Regions from separate parts of the Ctenopharyngodon idella genome. Here region 1 is linked to region 2. Evidence: chromatin contacts called from public Hi-C data. All regions are on one chromosome and are shown on one strand. Each heading gives the region's core, a stretch centred on a gene start, on an enhancer-like site or on the middle of the called end of the contact. The rest is flanking DNA. Distances are from core to core; before and after follow the strand shown.

Evidence for each region. Hi-C and Micro-C count contacts between places; a contact is called where the count stands out from the background.
Region 1: a contact with region 2 is called in a Hi-C map of muscle, with 3 times the contacts expected there. The contact joins the promoter of gbp here to the promoter of ccne2 in region 2. A contact is called at or near these places in 2 of 2 Hi-C or Micro-C datasets (both in muscle).

Annotation. Positions count from the first base shown.
Region 1 is chr16:20,247,815-20,251,251 of HZGC01, forward strand. It overlaps gbp (glycogen synthase kinase binding protein), which reads left to right and starts at 1,945. Exons shown (of 1, transcript XM_051865723.1): 1 at 1,945-3,383. The coding sequence starts at 2,106. The coding sequence ends at 2,552. All of the region lies in intron 2 of LOC127497320 (a long non-coding RNA gene), which reads right to left.
Region 2 is chr16:20,047,094-20,050,391 of HZGC01, forward strand. ccne2 (cyclin E2) reads left to right here and starts at 1,864. Exons shown (of 11, transcript XM_051865591.1): 1 at 1,864-1,882; 2 at 2,795-2,835; 3 at 2,918-2,993; 4 at 3,101-3,151. The coding sequence starts at 2,822.

The sequences.
Region 1 (3,437 bases), core at 695-3,194, 200 kb after region 2:
TGACGTCCTGTATTTCCTGTATCCCATTTTTGTTGCCACTCCTTAGTGGTATATGCTTTAATTACTGCTTTTGCTTCATATTTACTAAGTGAAATATTCATGATGTCCTCATTTTCCAAAGCCTGTTTTGCTAATATAGTAAAGTTTTAATTGCCCTTTATCCCCCTATGAGCTGGTATCCACATAAATATTATCATGATGTTCATATTCTTGAATCTATACAGATTTTCATACATCTCATTTACTATATCCTGTCTACTGTGAGATGTGAATGATTGCAATGACTGTAATGCCGAACATGAGTCTGTACAAAGTATAACCTTTTTGATTTGAGTCTCTTCTATCCACTGCAATGCTGTTGCTATTGCCATCATCTCTACAGTGTATACTGATAAATGATCTGATGTTCTCCTATTAATAAAAATGTTTAAGGAAAAAGCAAAACCTGTTCTCCCTGTAATAGGATCTTTAGATCCAACCGCATTGACTTGATCCAAAATGGTCCCCCTGGTTACTCCGAATGACATCAATGAAATTCTTTTTTTTCCATTTGAAATTCTTTCTCATAACAAAGCAACAACGTCTACACATAATTTTAATACCATTTTGCAATATGTTGATATATGTTGTTATCAAATCTGCCAGAATAAAAAATATATACATTTATTACATTTTAAGATATTTTAATCACAAATGAATTGACTGTATTGGCCTTTGGACGGTTAAACCAATAACCTTTTGACACTTCAAAATCTGTAAAATACCTTTATATGTAGCAAAATATAATTAAAACCTTTTGGATTCAATAAAAGTTATCTAGTTGTACTACCTTACATACTTTGGGTGTCATATCTTTGTTTTTTATTATTATTAAGGCCTTTGGACAAAAAAATGACCCGTCACGTCATTGACCAATTATATATATATATATATATATATATATATATACAGTCAAACCAAAAATTATTCAGACACTAGATATCATTTTTTGTATTTTTTTACTAGTGGGTGCAGGACAGTATAGTTCATTTATGTAAATGAGGATAGCAAAATGAAGTAAACTGTGACATACCCAAAAATTCTTCATACAGGGGACTACCAGCAAAATTGATAAAAATTTGGAGCCAAAAATTATTCAGACAATTTGACCTGGCCATGTTTTGCTTAAGTGTTATCTGACATAATTAAGATTCATTTTTCTGACACAGTTTAACTCTGAGATCTTGTCATATTTTATTATTTTTTAAACAATAGTGAATAAACTGTAATAATGAATGAAATGTTCAAGGTGTCTGAATAAATTTTGGTTTTATATATATATATATATATATATATATATATATATATATATATTCAAGTGTAAAGACCTAATTCCTAATTGATACTATGAAAATGAACATTATAAATATGTGAAAATAAAACTGAAAATTTAGTTCCCCAGACCTAAGTATGAAAAACCCTGGTCTAATGTGTCCGATGCAACTGTATTTTAATGTTGCCTTGATTACTAACCGCCTGGCACGTGCCACACGAGATGAACAGGTCCTCAGTTCCAAATATGGAAATTAAGTTATCAAGACCAATACTGGCATTGTTGCTAAAATTTATAACCTTCTTAGAAATCAAGTGCATCTAGTACAGTGTCACATTCAGTTACAACAGCATGTGAGTGCATAGAGTTCACACATGTGGCTGTCTAGTGTATCGTTTTGTACACTCGGGGACTGTTATGTAATGTTATGATTGATGATACAGAGATCTGCGGAGATGTGTGGCGGTGCCAAAATAAATATAATCACCAAGAATAATAAACCGAGCAGACAATATAATTTCTGTTGTAGCTGAAACGAAACGTATAAAATATCTCTCCAACTTTTTAACTACAATATAATACGTCTACATTTTTAAACGACTGAGCATGCGCCCCTATGCTTTCGAAATGGTACGTGCCGGATTCTGCGTCATCCATTGTTTACAAATCAACCCTTGAGCTGTTTCTGTTGGGCAGCGTGTGAGCGTGGAGGACGCCGGGTAAACGATCTCATCTATTTGAATAAAAACAATTATCACGGCTGGATATTATTGTACACAGAGATATATTCAAAATGCCTTGTCGAAAGGAGAATTATATCTTTTTGGAACAGTCGGTAACGGTGGATTCTAAGGAAGTAGACGCTCTCGTGTCGAAAATCGGCGAGGCGCTGCAGCTTCACAACAATAGCTCGAGCCAGAAGGCGATGTCACGTCTACACGGTCTCACCAGCAGCAAACCGAACGGCAGCAGCAGCGCGGCGGGCGGTCAGCGGTGCATCCGTCTCCGCAGCCGGAGTTTACGTACCAGCCGGGCCAGTCCGTATAACCCGCCCGGATCCAGCGATCAGGAATGGGACCATTTCAAATCCTCGTGGAACCGAAAGAAAATCGACGAAGACGATCCACACCAGCTCCTCCAGGAACTCATATTGTCGGGGAATCTGATCAAAGAAGCGGTCAGACGACTCCAGTTTTCATCGGAACCACCGGAGAACGACATCTCCAAACCTGTAGACTGAGTTCTCTAGCCCGCAGATGCATGAACGACTTGACGTTTTCAAATTTTGGGGCCCCCAGCTCGTTGTCATACGTTGGTTTTACAAACTTTGATATCACACCCTTATAATTTTTCTATTGTATATTGATGAGATGGAAATGTTATGTATTTTGGACTGTTTTGCAACGTGACCCTTCTTATTGAGTAATTTTTAAGTTGTTTATCTCAGTGTTTGGATTGAAATGCAAATGTGATGCAAAAATCTAGTGGTTTATAGCAATGCATTTTATAATAAGTATTAACCGGCCTCTGGTTGGTTTGTCCTAGAATGGTGCATCTTGTTTTGGTTTGCTGGAGTTCAGCACTGTGTGTCAGTAGCAACCAAGAACTGCCTAACTGCTTTGTTTACAGTGTAGATGTGGTCTGGCTGCTGATTTGCAGTCCTCGCCTAGATCAGGCAACGGGTCACACTTTTTGTTTACTCATCAAACTATATTTGGATACCGAGATATCACTATTTTGATTTCAAACTGGCCCTGTGTGCACTTCATGAGGGCCCATGTCCTCTGTCCCTTTCCATGTGAGGAGCAAGGCCAACACTCCTTCTCAAAGAGACACTGAGATCAAACTCACATGCGTGTGGGGAAGTGTTATACATGGAGGATGTGATCACAACACAGACACTGTGGTGCTTTTTGATTCCAATGTGGAGTTCTCATGTTTTTTTCCTTTATTTTTTTTGTTCTCACTCTGTGTAAACTAAGCATATGCTTCGCAACGAAGTGTTTTTATTAACTCTGATTGTTCAGAGAATTTGGTGTCTAATAAACATGGTGTTTTTTGCATAAGATAATTTGACATGTCTTGTAATCATTTCTGGTTTGTCTGCACTTTTTGTTGCTTGTTT
Region 2 (3,298 bases), core at 614-3,113:
CTTAGGTAGGTGTTTGCATGTTCTGGCATCATATGCGCAAGTTATACTGTAATCTAATCACCTCACCAAATTATAATGAAAGCTTTCCACTCAGGAGCATTTCAAGAATCCATACCAAGCTGTAACTCAACCCAACTAATCTCTCAAGAATCCCATGCCATGATTAGTGCAAGCTTATTATTCATTGTACCAGTGTGGGTATTAACCTTAATAATGCAGATTTCCAACTGTACCCGTTTAATCGTGCTCTCCTTGTTCTTCTCCTGGATGGTTACATGCTGATAGTAGACGGGTTCAAAAATGCCCAATAAATATATATTTAAAATGGAAGTGTAATGAGCTTCTTCTAGTGACAAGTGACTTGTAGCTGGTACAGAAATCTGTATTCACAATGTTGAAGCTAATATGGTGGCGTTTGATCTGAAAAGATTAACTAAAATCTACCATATTTGCTTTTTTATGTCTTGTGGATTATTTGTGGCTGCTTTAGTATTAATGATGCCAACATTTGTCAAATTAACGATGTATTTCAGTTAATAATTGGGTGGCACATTGTTTTTATATGGCCAGGGAAACAATTAATGCCCTCACAAAATTAAAATGCCTATTAAAATACATTCTTTATTAGAAAGTTCATTTGTGACAGTGCTAGTAGATTAGGTTAGTGCTTTTTTTGTACTGGCTGAATTGAAAATCCCTTACAAAGAGGTCCCTCAGACATTCAGAATTTAGTTTTGTATAAATGTTCATGAAACATAGAATATTGGGGATCTTTGCATTTGGGAGACATTCATTTAGTACACGAAGTTGTTTATTTATATATTGTACGTACTACGTAGCTACACTTTTCTTCACCCCGGATGTGACGTATTTTAACATACACAAAGGGTTGAGCGGGATTACTGTTCGCGCCGATTTCGCATCCAAAAATGTATTCTTGGGATTTTGTTCTTTCAAAAGGTTAAATGAATGAAGTATTTCTTGTTCATGTGTTTATGTACGAAAGCTGTCGCGTTGATTTTGTATGAACAGAACTGTCTTATGTGTTTTATTTTGTGTTTCTCTCGCCGGAAACGCGGCAGTATGTATATTAGTGTGTTCATGTATTTTTATGCTCAGATCAAAATAAAGTAACCAGAGGGTAAAAGGCATAAAAAAAAAAACGCATCGTCACGAAAATGGTACATGATAGTGACAAAATCAACATTTCTGTGCAAACAACAGAAAAAATATATATTTTGGTTGATTAATTTAGATATGATTGTGAAATGCAAGTAATATTATGATAGGATTGATGGTAAGAAACATTTTCACTGGGCTTTTAATTGCCTGTCAGATGTGCTGATCTCTCTTCTCATGGGTTTGTTTACAAGAGCACGTTGTTTCTCGTGGAATAACGATGATTGGTCAGACCGATTCAAATCCACGCCCACGAGAAGCTGTCAAACTAGGAAGCGTCTCCTTCGAGTCAAAAAACTCTTAATAATTTCACATAAATGCAATATTTAACACACAGACCTACTCGCATATGATGTATTAGGACCTCGAGCCCCGGATTCGTTTAACCGGGAAAGCAGGAAAGCGCGTTTTTTACATATTTAAACCAAGGGTCGGCGCGGCCAAAAACAAGTCTACAAACCACAAACATTCTCGTAGGTTTCCTCAAAAAGACCAACATAATAATTTCTGAATCCATGGACATTTTTTAACAACACACATCAGGCTATCCGATCATTTTTAGCTTGAAAACACAATGCTATATATAGTTTTTTGGGTTGTTTTTAAAGTCTAAAAAGAGCGCCACGCATGCGCAGTAGCCGCGAACCGCTGGACTATATATTGCTTGGCGCCATTCATTCATTCACTCGCACTGAACACTGCGGTAAGGACACTTACTTTAGTCTTCTTTCTCTTATAATATTTCTTACTTTAATCTTACCTCTTCAAAATCGTGTTACAAAATGTTTTAGCAGGAACCGTGCTGTTGTTTTATGTTACTGTTGCTTTAAAACGGAGGTTTGAGCCTTTTAACCAGTCATCTACGACTAAAGATGAAGATTCCTGCGGGACCCTTAAAAGCAGATGTATTTAGCTTTATTATTTAGGAAAAAGGGGCAATTCATATTTTCAGAACCATCTTATAGCCAAATGTTTAATGTAATGTCGAGCTCAGAGGGGGGATGTTGTTGAAAGTTAGCCAGCTCTGCTAGGCGCCAGATTAGATAGTATGTACGTGGACGTGTATTTGTAAACTCCTTTCATAAACTAGGAAAATAACTTATATTGTGAGAAGTCTTATGGATTTTCTACACACCAAGGAGTTCCCTGAACAGTATTCTCGGTGAAACTGGTGTTTAATGCGCTTTTAACAGATCTCAGATGGGTTTTTGTGGGGGCAGCTGTAGTCTCCCGCTTCATGTAAATTGGCGCGGACTGTCCTTTCATAAACCTACAGAACTGGATCATGTATTTCTGGTTTGTGTAAAAACATCGAATGATAATAATACAGCTTGAGCAGACTTTGCATTTACTCCTAATGCCTTTAGATTTTAACGGTTTGACTTTTAATTCGTATAGAAATGTGATAGATATTTCTGGTCCTGTATGTACTAAGCTCCAGTCTGGAGCTTAAGTGTTTATTGTTAAGCCATTTTGTTGAAAGTATTTCTCTTAAACGCTTTATTAAAGATATTTTAGTAGTGTTTTATACACGATATGCAGTTAAGTCATTATTTAAGTTTAAAGTGCTGGTTAATTACATTGTGACTTAACGTTGTATGTTTCTGGTTCACAGGAGAAAAGCACACCGTTTGTTTAGAAAATGTCAAGACGCAGGTGAGAACTTTGTCAAATGTTTGATTTACGCTAACCCTAAATAAACGACAATACTTATTTCTTTACTTTCGTATTTCAATAGTACTCGCAACACATTACAAGAAAGAAATGAAAACGCACCAGAACAAAACAAACCTCAGAGGAAAAGAAAAGGCGAGGTGAGATATTGCTATTTATTTGACATATTATGTTACTGAAACGGTTGTGTAATATATTATTTTCAATGTACGCAAATATTTAAATATCAAAACCTTATTTTCAGCAGTGCAATAGAAGAATCCCGTCAGCAGCTAAGAAACAAAACTATGAAATTCAGGTAAGCTGATTTGTATTATCATTAGTAATATATTTGTACATGATTTGTATTATTTACCCAGAGATAAAAGAGCTAGACTAATTGTATTTAGTTTAAGGAATGCTTGTAAAGCAATAAATGTTAGTTCACTAGCAATCTGTTTATTAT